2 separate regions of the Mus musculus genome follow, and region 1 is linked to region 2. A link is a contact called in public HiChIP or PLAC-seq data. All regions are on one chromosome and are shown on one strand. The core of a region is the stretch at or near the end of the contact, and the rest is flanking DNA. Distances in the headings are between cores, read along the strand shown. Region 1 overlaps Gm829 (predicted gene 829). Region 2 overlaps Shb (src homology 2 domain-containing transforming protein B).

What was found. HiChIP or PLAC-seq counts read pairs in DNA pulled down with a chosen protein or histone mark.
Region 1: an H3K4me3 HiChIP or PLAC-seq map of embryonic basal ganglia shows a contact between it and region 2, with 2.6 times the contacts expected there. The contact joins two enhancer-like sites. A contact is called at or near these places in 1 of 39 promoter capture datasets (embryonic stem cells), 1 of 15 datasets of contacts at CTCF or cohesin (large pre-B cells), 3 of 484 Hi-C or Micro-C datasets (CD4 T cells, LSK cells and uterus) and 1 of 115 datasets of contacts at active chromatin or transcription factors (embryonic basal ganglia).

The regions. Positions count from the first base shown.
Region 1 is chr4:45,688,156-45,694,650 of GRCm38.p6, reverse strand. All of the region lies in intron 1 of Gm829 (predicted gene 829), which reads right to left. Among named protein-coding and RNA genes, the nearest start is that of Gm829, 7.8 kb to the right of the region's middle. Within about 2 kb of position 4,555, at least 28 of the 459 cell types and tissues checked have an H3K27ac peak or open chromatin away from gene starts, as enhancers often do. A contact at or near this core is called in embryonic basal ganglia, where this site is marked.
Region 2 is chr4:45,424,888-45,431,140 of GRCm38.p6, reverse strand. The region is part of intron 5 of Shb (src homology 2 domain-containing transforming protein B); the gene reads left to right. Among named protein-coding and RNA genes, the nearest start is that of Gm46852, 19 kb to the right of the region's middle. Within about 2 kb of position 4,235, at least 22 of the 459 cell types and tissues checked have an H3K27ac peak or open chromatin away from gene starts, as enhancers often do. A contact at or near this core is called in embryonic basal ganglia, where this site is marked.

The sequences.
Region 1 (6,495 bases), core at 3,306-5,805, 260 kb before region 2:
TTAATGCCTAAAGCCACCATGCTAGGAGGTGGGCACCAATGTTCTGTGCATGGTTGATACCACCACTGTGGAAGTCTGTCCCTAGTAGATAGGTTCAGTTCCCTCTGGCTGTCCCTGCCTTCTGCATGGCTGAAACAGCGAGGATGTCCCCAGATGGATACTTCTGAACTTGAACTTCCTGGCTTCTAGAACCATAAACCAACACATTTTTATTCATTAAAAAAGCCCTAGGACAGCACTGGAGAGACGACTCAGCCACACTGCCCCTCCAGAAGACCTGAGTTCAGTTCCTACCACTGATATGAGATGGCTCATGGCCTGTGACTTTAGCTCCAGTGCTGTCTTCTGGCCTCCATTGGCACCTGTGCCCATATGTACACAAATCCACACACATATGTAATTTAAAAATTAAAATGAGCCTTTAAAAATATAAAACAACAATAATAATAATAATAATAATAAACTTCCCAGACTGAGGTATTCTGCAATAGTAGCACAAAATAGGTTACAATTGGGGGCTTTTCCCCAAAAAGTAGTTGCTTCTGGTAGAAATCCTGCCCTGCCTCCCTCAGCCTACTATATCCTCCTCTCCTGGGAACCATGACTCCAGCCCCTGCCTCCAGGAATCTCTTCTCTCTGCCTCTTCCACCTCCTCAAACATCAGCTTTTGGCTCAGCCGTCATATCCTTAGGATGCCTTCCAAGCCCAGGCCAGGCTCCCTGACCTCCAAATCTCTATAGCCCTTAACTGGACAGTGGACAGTCACCCAGTAGACGGGGACAGTCCCATAAATGCTCTCCACATCTACCTGTATCCACACTACATACGTGCTGGTGGGATGACCTCTGGAGTCTGTGGCCAGGACTTTAAGGCTAGTTTTTGTTCCAATGTCCTACCCATCTCTAGTGACTCAGTGTATGCAGGTGAGTCCCCACTTATGAGGAGGGAGGGCCTACTTCTAAACATCTTCCCTCTTGACATGACCTTGATGTTCTGGTTGCTGGAGAAAACCAGCTCTTTCGATGGATCTGTGGGCCTGGGTGGACCTCAGTTCCAGCCTTAGCTTAGAAAGTACCTTCCCTCCTGCTGCTGCTCACTGTGATAGTGTTGGGGCAGGAATGATCCCCATTACACCACAACAGGAATGTGGGCATTGATCACTGAGGTCTCTTTGGCACATGGAGGGCTCTTGATAAATGTTTGTCCATATGAGATAAAGGAATGACCCAGCGTCACAAAACTGGAGATTCAAAACTGGGGTTCCTGACTTCCAGCAAACTCTCTGCCTTTGGCTTCTGAATGACCAATGTCCAGGAGTGACTGGGTGTACCCAGGGGCACTGTCCCTTCCCCTAGCTCAGGAGAGGTTGCTGGCTGCCCACTTGTGGAGAGCCGTGCCGCGAGCAATCGCCATTATAAGATGGCGCTGGCCTCTGCTGTGCCTAACTAGTAAACAAGCCTTGTACGCAGGTGCGAGAGTGAACTCACTCCTAGTCACTCCCATTCTCGGGATGTAATAGTGGGGTGATGGGCAAGCAACGAATCAGGAGCTGTCACACCATATCAGGTGCTGAAATGTCACGCTGCGGGCTATAAAAGCGGTGCCATTTTCCCGGTTCCGGGGTCTTCCTAAAGAAGTAAGCAATAAAGCTTTTGCTGCGGAAGATTCCGGTTTGTTGCGTCTTTCTTGCCGGTCGAGTGGGACGCAATACCCACTCCACTGTACAGCAAATCCAGAGTCCCCAGCCCCAACTAATTAATCCTCTCATAGGCCCAATGAGAAGAACCAAGAGAGCTACACCTGCTCCTCACTCAAGCGAGGACAGGTGGTGGCTGGCACGTGGCAGTCAGGGCAAGAAGCCTCCGTGACTGCCCAGCAGCAAAGGAGAGGAAGCAACTTCTGGCAGAGAAGTCAGACCAGCTTCCAGCCACTTGTCCAGGTTCCTTTCAATGCAGCAATGGATAGCCTAGGAATAGAAAAGAAAGAAAGAAAGAAAGAAAAAAGACTTGAGTTCTAGCCTTAGTCCCACCCTTAACTTACCAACTGATCTTGGATAAGTCAATTCATTGATCCAAAACATTCTAGGAGAGTTGCCCTAGAGAAACACAGTAGGTGACAGCCAAAACCCTTACTCCCTTAGTCCCTGACGTGGAGTTTCCAGCATGGTGACAGGGGTCCTTCACTCAGTCTCCAATCCAGGCTGTACACCCCTTTTACAGATGCACATGTAGATGGATGGATTAGGATGTTGCCTATGGCCAACAGGGATCTTGAAGATTCCAGGGCATGAATCCAAGGTATCTGGATCAAACCCTACCTTTGCTTGTTCTTTGGGGGTTTTTTTTGTTTGTTTTGTTTTTTTTCCTAGTTTATTACCAGTTAACTGATGTGTCTGACTGGACTGCTCATGTATAAAATCATCAGACAAAGGCCCTGTCCTTACCTCCAGATACCCAGAGTCAAGTGAGGAGCTAGTCATATCCTTTATGACCGAACCAGTTGGCAATGAATGAACACAAAAGTGCTTTAGAAGCTATCAAGCACCAGAAGAACGATAGTTACAGACTATGATGCTCTCCTTACTAGATGTTTATAAATAATCTGGATGGAACCAACTTGCCTAAGTCACCAGGGTTTGTCCAAAATTAGTGGAGCTACTTTGGAAGTCTGTGAAAGGAGGAGCTTTGCTACAGGAAGTGGGTTGTGGGGGCGGGGCTTGAGCTCTTACAGCACAGCCCCATTCCTGTTCAGTCCCTGCTTGCTGTTCCTGCAGACGCTTGTTCCCGATCATGGTAGACTGTAATCCTCTCGAACTGTGTGCCCAGGTGAACCCTTCTCCCTTAAGTTGCTTTTGCTCGAGTATCTGATCACAGAGAAATGGCTAGTGCAGTGTTAGCAAGATCACTTAGTGAGCTGAGTCTAAGACCACAGAGAGTAGGTGATGTTGTTCAGTGGCTTTGATAAAGAGGTGGGAGGAATTTCATCCTGGCATGGTGGCAAAGACAGAGAGGCTGAAGATGCAAAGATGCCCCGCCACCAAAATTCAGTATAGATAAGGGTCAGAAGGTCCTCAGGAAGAAGGAAACAGCAGAATAGGTAGCAAGGTCAACAACCCAGAGGAGAACAGGCTACAACCAGCAAACTGAAGACAGTACAGTGCCCGTGTGTGCCTGTGAAACCTTGAAAGGCTTTAAACCCATCGTTCAGTTCAGGTTTACTTTAAAGATTAACCTAAGGTGAATTTTAATAGCTTATATTGATAGTGTCTATTACAAAGACAAAAGGCTTATCATTCTAACCAGGATCGCTGTCCCTGTAGCTCAGGAGGCAGTAAGATGTGCCAGTGATCAGGGGGTGGGGCGAAGCTGCTCACCTCAGGGCCTCAGGATGTGACCACCTGACCTCATGCTGTGTGTGCTCCTTATGAAAATGGAGACAGGCAAAGGAACAAAAGTCACACCGGAGACAACCAGACGTGCTAAACGTCATTGCACAGTGAATATTCTATTCTGTTACTGCCTATTTCAGGAATTTCTCAGGGACTGAAAAGATGGCTCAGTGGTTAAGATCCTTGCTGCTTTTTCAGAGGACTGGAGTTGGGTTTCCGGCACCCACATCAGGGTCCTCACAGTTGCCCATAACTGCAACTCCAGGACACCCGATGGCCAGACACCTGGCTTCTGCGGACACCTGTACTCACATACATACCTGCACACAGGATACACACACACACACACACACACACACACCTACCTACCTACACATAATTGGAAATAATAAAAATAAATCTTTAAAAAAGAATATCTTCCATATTATTAAATATTCTTCTATTGTGATTCTAACTTGGGGAGGCAGTACACAGACTCTTTCAAGACGTACTAAGCACAGACTCTCTCCCCCACACAATGCCATCTGTAAACACATGCCAGTCATGTTTGCCAGGCCCAGGACTGCCAGCTCTGCGGCTTCTTCCAGACAGCCAGGAATCCTTTCTTTTCCTCCTTCCTTCCTTCCTTCCTTCCTTCCTTCCTTCCTTCCTTCCTTCCTTCCTGTGTGTATGTGAAACCTTCCAATTTTCCAGTTTGGCAACTAACTCAACACACTAAAAATAACACAAAAGCACTACGGGGACAAATAGGCTCATCGGAGGTCTCCATCTGTTCTAGGGAAGCTCGTTTATAATCTCTGCCCAAGGCCAAGGTAAAAGGAAGGCACTTAGGGCTTCTGATGGATCCAGCTTCACCTCCCATTATGCACCTTCTTATGCAGCCAAAGCACTTGCTCTGAGTTCACTCCGTGCCTTGGCTTGTGCCGCTTTCTCCACACGAAACACCTGCGTGCCCCTAACACTTCCACTGTGTGACCGTTCTTGGATGCCAGCCATACGTCTCTCTGCTCCCTGCTATCTGGAGTCCCACCTCTAGCTCCCTGTTAGAGACTCATCTCCCTGTGCCCCCTGCCCTCCCCAACCAGGGCCCCCATGGAGCCAGCCTCTGCCAACACTGAAAGGTGGCAGAGCTATCAGCATCCATCCCAGTGCGAGTGAGTGCTTCCCCCACCCCTCAGCAGAAGGATGGATAATTACAGGCTGGCTCCAGCAACCTGCTATGGTTCACCCCTCAGGGTGTGTGAATTGCTGTGAAATTCTTATCAAGGGGAAAGCAGACAGCGGCTCTGAAAGGGACTTAAAGGAAGACAGGGCAAAGAAAGAAAGCTTTTGCAAAAGGCTTTGGGGGTGACCTTTTGAGCCTTGGAAAAAGGAAATAGACTGGCCCAGCGCCTGAGGAGCAGATAGAGACCAGCCCTGCCCTGCTTTGACTTTTCGGCAGGCTTCTTCCCTTGTCTGGATAGTAAAGGGCATCACAATCCCTTCTCTAAGACAATAAGGTTCTGTATAGCAGCCAAGGGCTTTAGTGTCTCTGCGAACCTACTGTCTGAGACAGGGACAAAGGCAGGCAGGGGAGTGAGTGACAGCTTCAAGCACACAACCCCAAGAGCTAAGGAAGAGACCGTTACAACTACAGATTCAAACACCGCCCTGCCACCAGCACCCAAGTCCCTTATGCCATGCACTGTCCACCTCCAGAAGGTCACTTAGCACTACTGCTTCCAAGTCACTTACTAAACTCCTGACTATCTTCTTTCCGAGCTGAGTTTATAAACTCAATGAGCTTGCTCCCTTCCCAGTCTCTTTCTTCTTCCCCCACACATAGTGTGTCCCGCTGCTAAACCCTTAAATCCTAACTCAACACTTGGGCCACAGTGGACTCTCCATATCCGCACATTAATGAAGGATGGATTCATTGGGAGTCATTCTTTGGCTGGATCCTGTGCCAAGAGTTGGGAATGCAGAAGATGTATCTGAGTGGCTTCCCACACCAGCTGTGGCTTCTGTGGTTTTGTGGCTGCCACTTGGGTTCCCATGATCATTCCCCATGGCACAGGGTTCAACCCAGGGTAGCAGCTCAGAGACCATGGTATTATGTGAGCAGAGCAGTGAGCTCTTGACCCTGCCTCTGATCACCCCATCAAGAAAGTGCTCTTCAGTGCTTCAGGGACTTCGCACACAATAGACACATGCTCTACCTCAGAACTACATTCCCAGCCCTTGTTTGTTGGGTTGTTGTTGTTGTTGTTTTTAGACAAAATTCTGCTATATAGCCCATGCTAATCTCAATTTCACAAACTTCCTGCCTCTCAATGCTGTGATTACATGTGTGTATCACTGTGTTACACTGACAATTCAAGACATTTTGGATTGGATGAAAAGTTAAACACAGAGTAGGCAATAAGCGGGACCTGCTACAGGCTCTTGGTGTCTGTCTCTCCGCCTCGCTGTGTCTCCTTCTCTCTGCATACACCATTCTCCTTCCTTCTCCTTCACCTCTTTTCTCTCTCTCCTCTAATGTCCACTCTATCTCATAATTTTGCTCAAGATCCATAAATTACCTTAGAAATAAAGATATGATCTAGGTCACAAGCCCAACCTCTGATAAAGATGTTTGTTGGCAACCTTCAAGATAAAATGCAATCAACATGGGCTAAAAGGCCATAAGATGGAAATTTTCATTGACTGAAAATTGACTCAAGAGTCAAACCTTCTTGACACAGCTCTGATTTACTCAATAGAGCCCAGGAAAGTTGAACTTGGCGGAAATGGAGACCACGAAAGAGAAACCACAGTGGCAGCTACTGTGATGAGTCAGATAAGCAAAAGGCTGCACTAAAGCATTCCCCTGTGGTGAAATGACATCCATCTGGGAATCACGTCAATCAGGTTAAAACGGGAATGGGGGAACCTGAGTAACAAGCCGCAGACAAAAGTGACCCAGAGAGCCAATTCATTCTGTGGCGCTCGCATTTAAAAATGCTTTCTCCATAGACATTAATCATTGTTGATAGACACTAAAAGCAGCAGGTGAATGCATAGGCTTGTGCAGAGAGGGGACACCATGCCTTGGCTTACCTATCCGCTGTCTAAGACCCACTGGGTAT
Region 2 (6,253 bases), core at 2,986-5,485:
AGAGAGGCACAGAGATGGTACTCGACCGAGGTGTCCCCATTCTTCTCTGCCCATCCCATGCAGTGGCGTCTCTCTCTAGCCTGAGAACATCTGTGTGAAGTAGAAACTTCAGGGTTCTTTGAAAAATAGGTTAGATGGTGTTTTGCTGGGACAAGCACGTGAAGGGACATTTCATTAAAGTAGACAAAGGTGTGAAAGGCTAAGGCAGACTTGAAGGTTTCGCTGAAGCAGACACAGGAGAGAGGACGTTCTGCTAAAGAAAGCACGTGAAAGGGCACAAGATAAAAGATTCTTTGCTAACGAAACACATGTATTGGGCCACCTCACATTGCATAGTTGAGCTGCATTTGCCGGAACAACATAGAAACGCACCCAAAAACGTCTGGTAGTGTGCTGCAGTTTGTGCTGCAGTTTGTTGGAGCTTCCAAGGGCTCGGGCTGATAGGATGCACATGCTGAGGCAAGGCACATGGAGGACACGTGATGTGTGGAGGGTAGAAGTAGGACTTCGTGGAGTGACAAAGACAGAGCTTGGCTTGCCGGTACAGCTAGCTGTGCAACATTTTTGGATCTTGAGTCTTCGCTGATCTTTGCTTCCCTGAGAGAGGCACAGCTGAGAACTTCTCCTGGTGTTCCTGTTGGTCCCTCCTGCTGCTCGAGCTGAGGCTGAGGCCTGGCTGTCTCTGTTAGGTCGTGTCACCGCTGTGGCTAACCCAGCTCTACTGAACTGGACTGCTGGTGTATCTATGAAGTGTTTGCGAGAGGATGAGCTAACCTGTGTACTGCTGATTTCCAGATAACATAGACAGGAATTGCTCCAAAGAAAAACTACACAGTAATCCTACACAGGTCTACTCCCCCCACCCTTTCTTTCCCACTACCTCTGGTAGATAGTGGGCTACAAGGAGGGTAAAGTGTTTAAGAACCATCATTAAAAATAAGATTTGAAAAAAATTGAAGTTATGCCAGTGGAAGGATCTGCACCTTTTGCAGAGGGGACCTTGAAGGCCAGGGGCAGAGGGAGGCTGTCTTGTGGTATCAGCAGGATCAGAGACTGAACCAACGTCTGTGACTTGGGTCAGCACTTGGACAGTCATAGCCACTGCCGCCACCACCACTACCGGTTCTCCTGCGGGTTTCATATTCACCCTTGAATCAGGATGCATGGAAACATTGAGCGGAGGGGGAGACACCACGAAGACGTATTATTACTATGTGCATGTCTCAGCCGGTGAGAGGCTTGCTCCTGCCCGAGTCTTATCATTAATAGCTTCTAGGATAACACTTCATATAAGCTCTGTCCCTAAGAAAACCACCCTTCGTGGTCTCATCTTGGTCTGTGAGACCTAGCCTTTTACTCTGTGTCCTCTGGCCTATCTGTCTCCGTGAAGATGGCACTGTGTTGATGCATCGTGAGTCACAGAAGGCCTTCGCCCTGGGCTGTCACTCAGAGCCTAAGGAACACTAGGCGCTCCATAAGCCTGGTCCCTGCTGGTGTCTGCTGAAAGTGTAATTATTTGGCTACGAATCAAGCTGTTTGGCTCAGCAGGGCTTACATTTAGACATTGTTAACCACATGGGCAGGCTTTAGCTTATCCTTGGAGGTGCAGGTGTTCACCCTGTGGCTCCGTCAACCTGTTCTGTCCACCCACCTCTTTGGACTCTTAGGACATCTCTGCTAGAAGGGGCCCTTAGGGTCCCTGGCTACGTATTTGGAGAGCACAGTCTACAGTGAAGAATGCTGTTCAGTTCATGGCACTTGGGAAGCTCAGGGTCCTTGCCCTGTGACCCAGCAAATTGCTTCTCCCTCACTTCGACACTCGCTTTTCCCATCCGTGCAGCGAGCATCTGTGTGTACTGCCAGTCCCCTGTGTGTGTCATGAATCAAGAGAACAGTCACGATCTTCCCAGGCATCTCAAGTGATCAGGCTGTCCCTCCTCCTCTTCCCAAACCCTGAGGCCTCATCTACTGAGTGCTGTCGGATTATCTTGTCACAGAGGCCACGTTAGTCTAAGGTGTCACAGGAGAGATGACACCCTCCTTCAGTGTCACTTGGGCAGGTAGCTTGAACTGACTAGGGAGGTTGCTATGAGGGTATATAGAGCCCTACTGGTGATACTGCTGGAGCACCTGGTCCCCAGGTGTGAGGAAGGTTCCCCTAAAAGGATGCAGTCCTAGTGGGATGCTCCTAAAAGTCAGAGTAGGTGGGAATATTTGGGTTTGCCCCCATAGGATCCAAGCACTTTGAGAGGCAGGGAGGATCATGAGTTCAAAGCCAGCCTGGGCCACATAGCAAGCCCTTGCTGGAGAGCTGAGAGGGGGGCAGAGATCTGAGTCATAGACTGCTTTCAGAGGCAGGATGGCTCCCCATCCAGTTAGCACAAATGTCCCTGTCTGTCCTGCATGCTGACCATAGAGCCTGTCCTCTCAGCCTTGAAACTGTTCTTGCTCTGTTGTGCGCCCTCCACCTCCCTTGGTTGTTGAGTTCATTTAAAATGCATAGCCTTATTCTTTTTGTTCCTTCACTAATCTGCCCCTGAATCTGGGTTCCGTGGTCAAAATCACGTTTTAAAATGGCCTAACAAGAAGAAATGCAGCCCCCGGGACCCCAGCATAAGAGCACCCTGACTGAGGCTTAGCCTTTTAGGAAGACCAGGGCATACACTGCTCTTATATTTGTGGTTCATGCATGTGAGCCCATGCAAAGAGCAGTGGCTAGCCCAGGGATCCCACACATGAATTCTGAACTCCAAGGAAGGAGGAGAAAAGCTCCTGGTTGGAAAGACATGGGTCTTTATACCCAGCCTGCAGGATTGTTCCTCTCAGAGGTCCCTCCTCCCCACAAGAGCTGGTCTGGGCTCACTCTCCAGCCTCCCTACCCTTGAGAGCTTACAGCCGGGGAGGAGTCAGAGGACCTCAATTCCCTGCTCTAGGCAGCCAGTGGGAAAGGATGGCAAACCCGGAGTACCCTGGACACAGGCTAGGCAGGTGCTAGGAGCCCAGAGCACGGAGGCATCGCGGTGAGCAGATAGGGTCACCAGCCTTGGGCTCACAGAGCAGGGGAGTTCCCTCTCTTGGCTCAAGGCAATTTCTAAGACCTGCCTAAATCCATTCAGTTGGGTGACTGGTCAGAGAAGATGAGGTCGCAGTGGTAGCTGCAGGCCTGCATGAAGGCTGAGGAGGGACTCAGGCTGCTGAGTCCAAGAGACATAGGTGTGCAGACTCCTAACACCAACACTTGAGAGGTGGGAGGAGGTTCAGGAGCCCAAGGTCATCCTTAGCTACACGGCAGATATGAGGGCCAGCCTAGGCTATGTCCCTGGAGGGAGAGAGAAAGGTCCAAATCCTGGCCCCATCTTTCCCCATGAAATAAGGTGCATGGTTTTCTGAGCCTCAGTTTCCCTATCTGCAAACGATACTAGATACTAGTCATGTCCGCTTAGCTCTGCCTGGTGGGATTTAAATGCTAGTGTTCTGAATTTGAATTGCCGCTGGGGACCATGGGTGATCTGGAGCCGAAGGATGTGAAACATTTGACTCAAGAAAGCATCTCCCTTTCCAGTCAAGGCAAAGCAGAAACTCCCCATGTGCGGGCTCCTGTGACGTTCTCTCTATGCTAGTCCCGTAGGGCTATTTCCTCTTCCCACATAAATATTATATGCTAGTGTTTTTAAGTCATTTCATCATGAAAAGAAACGATTTAACATAACTATTACCCGGGATTCTTCATGAAATATGCATCAAGCAATTAGGTCTAAAAGCGAGAGGTGAAGCCTCGCACCCCAGCTCAGCGGCGGGCGGGCAGCTGTGGGCTGAGTGATGTTTTATTAAAGCTCATGATTAGGAGGTGAGGTGGGGCCTGTTATTAGGCCAGCACACACCAGGCATGCTTGCTGATGGGGGCCCGTGACAAGGAGGTGCTTTTTGTGATGGTAATGAGCGATCTAAGTGCCCTGACAGCCCCAGCACCCTGCCTCCCCGGGCCTTACAAGACTCATTAGACAGGTCACCCACCAGAGACACCCCAATTGTGACTTTGCTCTCACAAGATGTCCTATCAAAGGAGATGGAGCCAACAAGGAACCAGTTGGCAGGAGCCTGTCAGAGCTCGCTAGGAAGGGTGCTGTCCCAGAGCCACCATGTCATCCTTGCTCCCTCACCATGCCTTGAGGAACCTAGGAGCAGGCTCTGCCTGGAGCCCACCCACCTGGCCCTGCACACAGGCACAGAGCTCTGGGAGCATCTGCAGCGCCCCTGCTGGCTGCCTCTCTGACCTATTTCCTCTAGTGTATCAAAGCAGGTGAAGGTATAGCAGCCACAGGCTATTTCTCACTGCAAAACCATCTTGTTATGAGCAGCCACGGCCACCCTGTGCATACCCTTGCCTGATGTGTCTATCTGTTGCCCATGGAGATTTGAATACCCTCCCTTGTATTCTAGTTTGATTTCCGTTGCTGCGATAATACCCTGCCTAGGCTGGGTATTTTTGCACACACCCTTGATCCCACCACTAGGAAGACAAAGGCAAGCAGATCTCTGTGAGTTCAAGGCCACCCTGACTGAACCTCTTGGGGTGGATTACCACCCTGTCTTCATGGCTGGGAGGTTTCAGTGGTTGGAACCGGCCATTCTCAGTGCCTGGGACAGTTTTGTGTTTGGCCTTCCAGCCTGCCTCTCTGCTCTCTGACCAGAATTGGTCAGGGGTGTGGAGGCTCTGCACAGAGGACATCTGCTTAGTCCCTCCTGCTGCCCCTGCTGCCCTGCCTGGCTTCATGTGGAGCACTGCTGCTCTGGAGAGTATCCTGGGAGAGCACTAGGCCTGTCACCTGGGGCTGTAAGAGCCATTCCTACCCTTGATGCCTACTGGGTAGCACAGAAATCTAGTGTGGAAATCTCATGTTAACCCTTAACCTTGTGAGTTCCTTGCCCAGACCCCCTTGAGATGTAATGGGAGCCATTATGTCAGCCTCCTAAGAGTTATAGTGGCCTCTCTGTCTTACAAATCCTCTGCTCCCTCCGACATGACTGTGGACCCCTCACAGAGCTAAGTTACTTGGTGTCCATCAACTTCGCTGCAAGGTCTGCACTGCAGTGAAGGGAGGAGGGTACATCATGGTCACACCTGGTATCCATAGCCATATGACTGCTCAACATCCCAGACAGGCCAGGCAAGCTTCCTGGACACCTTCTGGATGTCCCATCACTGCAGCTCCAGGCCCTTTTCCAGCTGACTGGTATCTGTGGGCCCTACATCATGCTGAGGTGAGTCCTCGGCCTCACTCGGGTTTGTTTTCTGTGTGGCATGCTGGCCCTTGCACATGCCAGAGTAAGCGCTTCTCCCCCATCACAGAGCTGATCTGGGATGCAGTGACCCTTGGCTGCAGAGCCGAGCTTGCCATGGGCTCTGTAATTCGAACAGCACAGCCTTAAAACTCTTGATTTAAATTTTAGTTCTTCACAAGAATTATTCTCTCTTGAAATGTAATTGCTGATATCTTTGAAGCCCAGGGTAACATCTCTGAGTACGCCATTGTGCGTAGACACATTGTTCTGCTCCTACATGTCCGTAAGCATTTTTTTCTATCCATTTGGAGAGCATAACAGGTTTTTTTTGGGGGGGGGGGTCATTACACCCAAAGGGCAGGTAAAATTTAAGACCCCCATTGGAACACAGAGACCAGAAAGGGAATTGGGGCTCAGGAAGACCATGCCCCTAAGAATCCATGCAGGACTCCTGGCCTCCCTAGGTAACCCTGGCTGCTGGGTCCCTAGAGCTGTCCACCAGTTACCAAGGACAGGCTCTGAGACGGTGGCACAGTCTCAGTCAGAAACCTTAGGTTTGGGTGAGTGAACAGGAAGAGGCTGTCTGCACAAAGACAGTGATGGAGGCATGCTCAGGTGAGCCAGGGTGTGGCTGCAGCTTAGGGCCTCAAATGGGAGAGGCCCTCTGGGACACGCAGTTGAGACGCTGACCTTTGTCATCATGACCGGTGCCCACCTGGCACTCTGATAATGAGCTGTGCTGACCAGGACACATCAGCTCCCTGCATTTGGGACCCGCCGCTAACTTTCCTTCAGGTTTTGCCAAAGTTGTTCTCCCTGGACAGATCTGAAACCATGCTGAGTGGGCACAGAGACCTGGGCTCTGCTCTTCTTCCATAGGCTCTTGGGGAAACTGAGCATCAGGGGTGGGGTTGGCATATGCTATCACAGCTTAGAAAGTTGAGTGTTCAGTACTGGAGAGATGACTCAG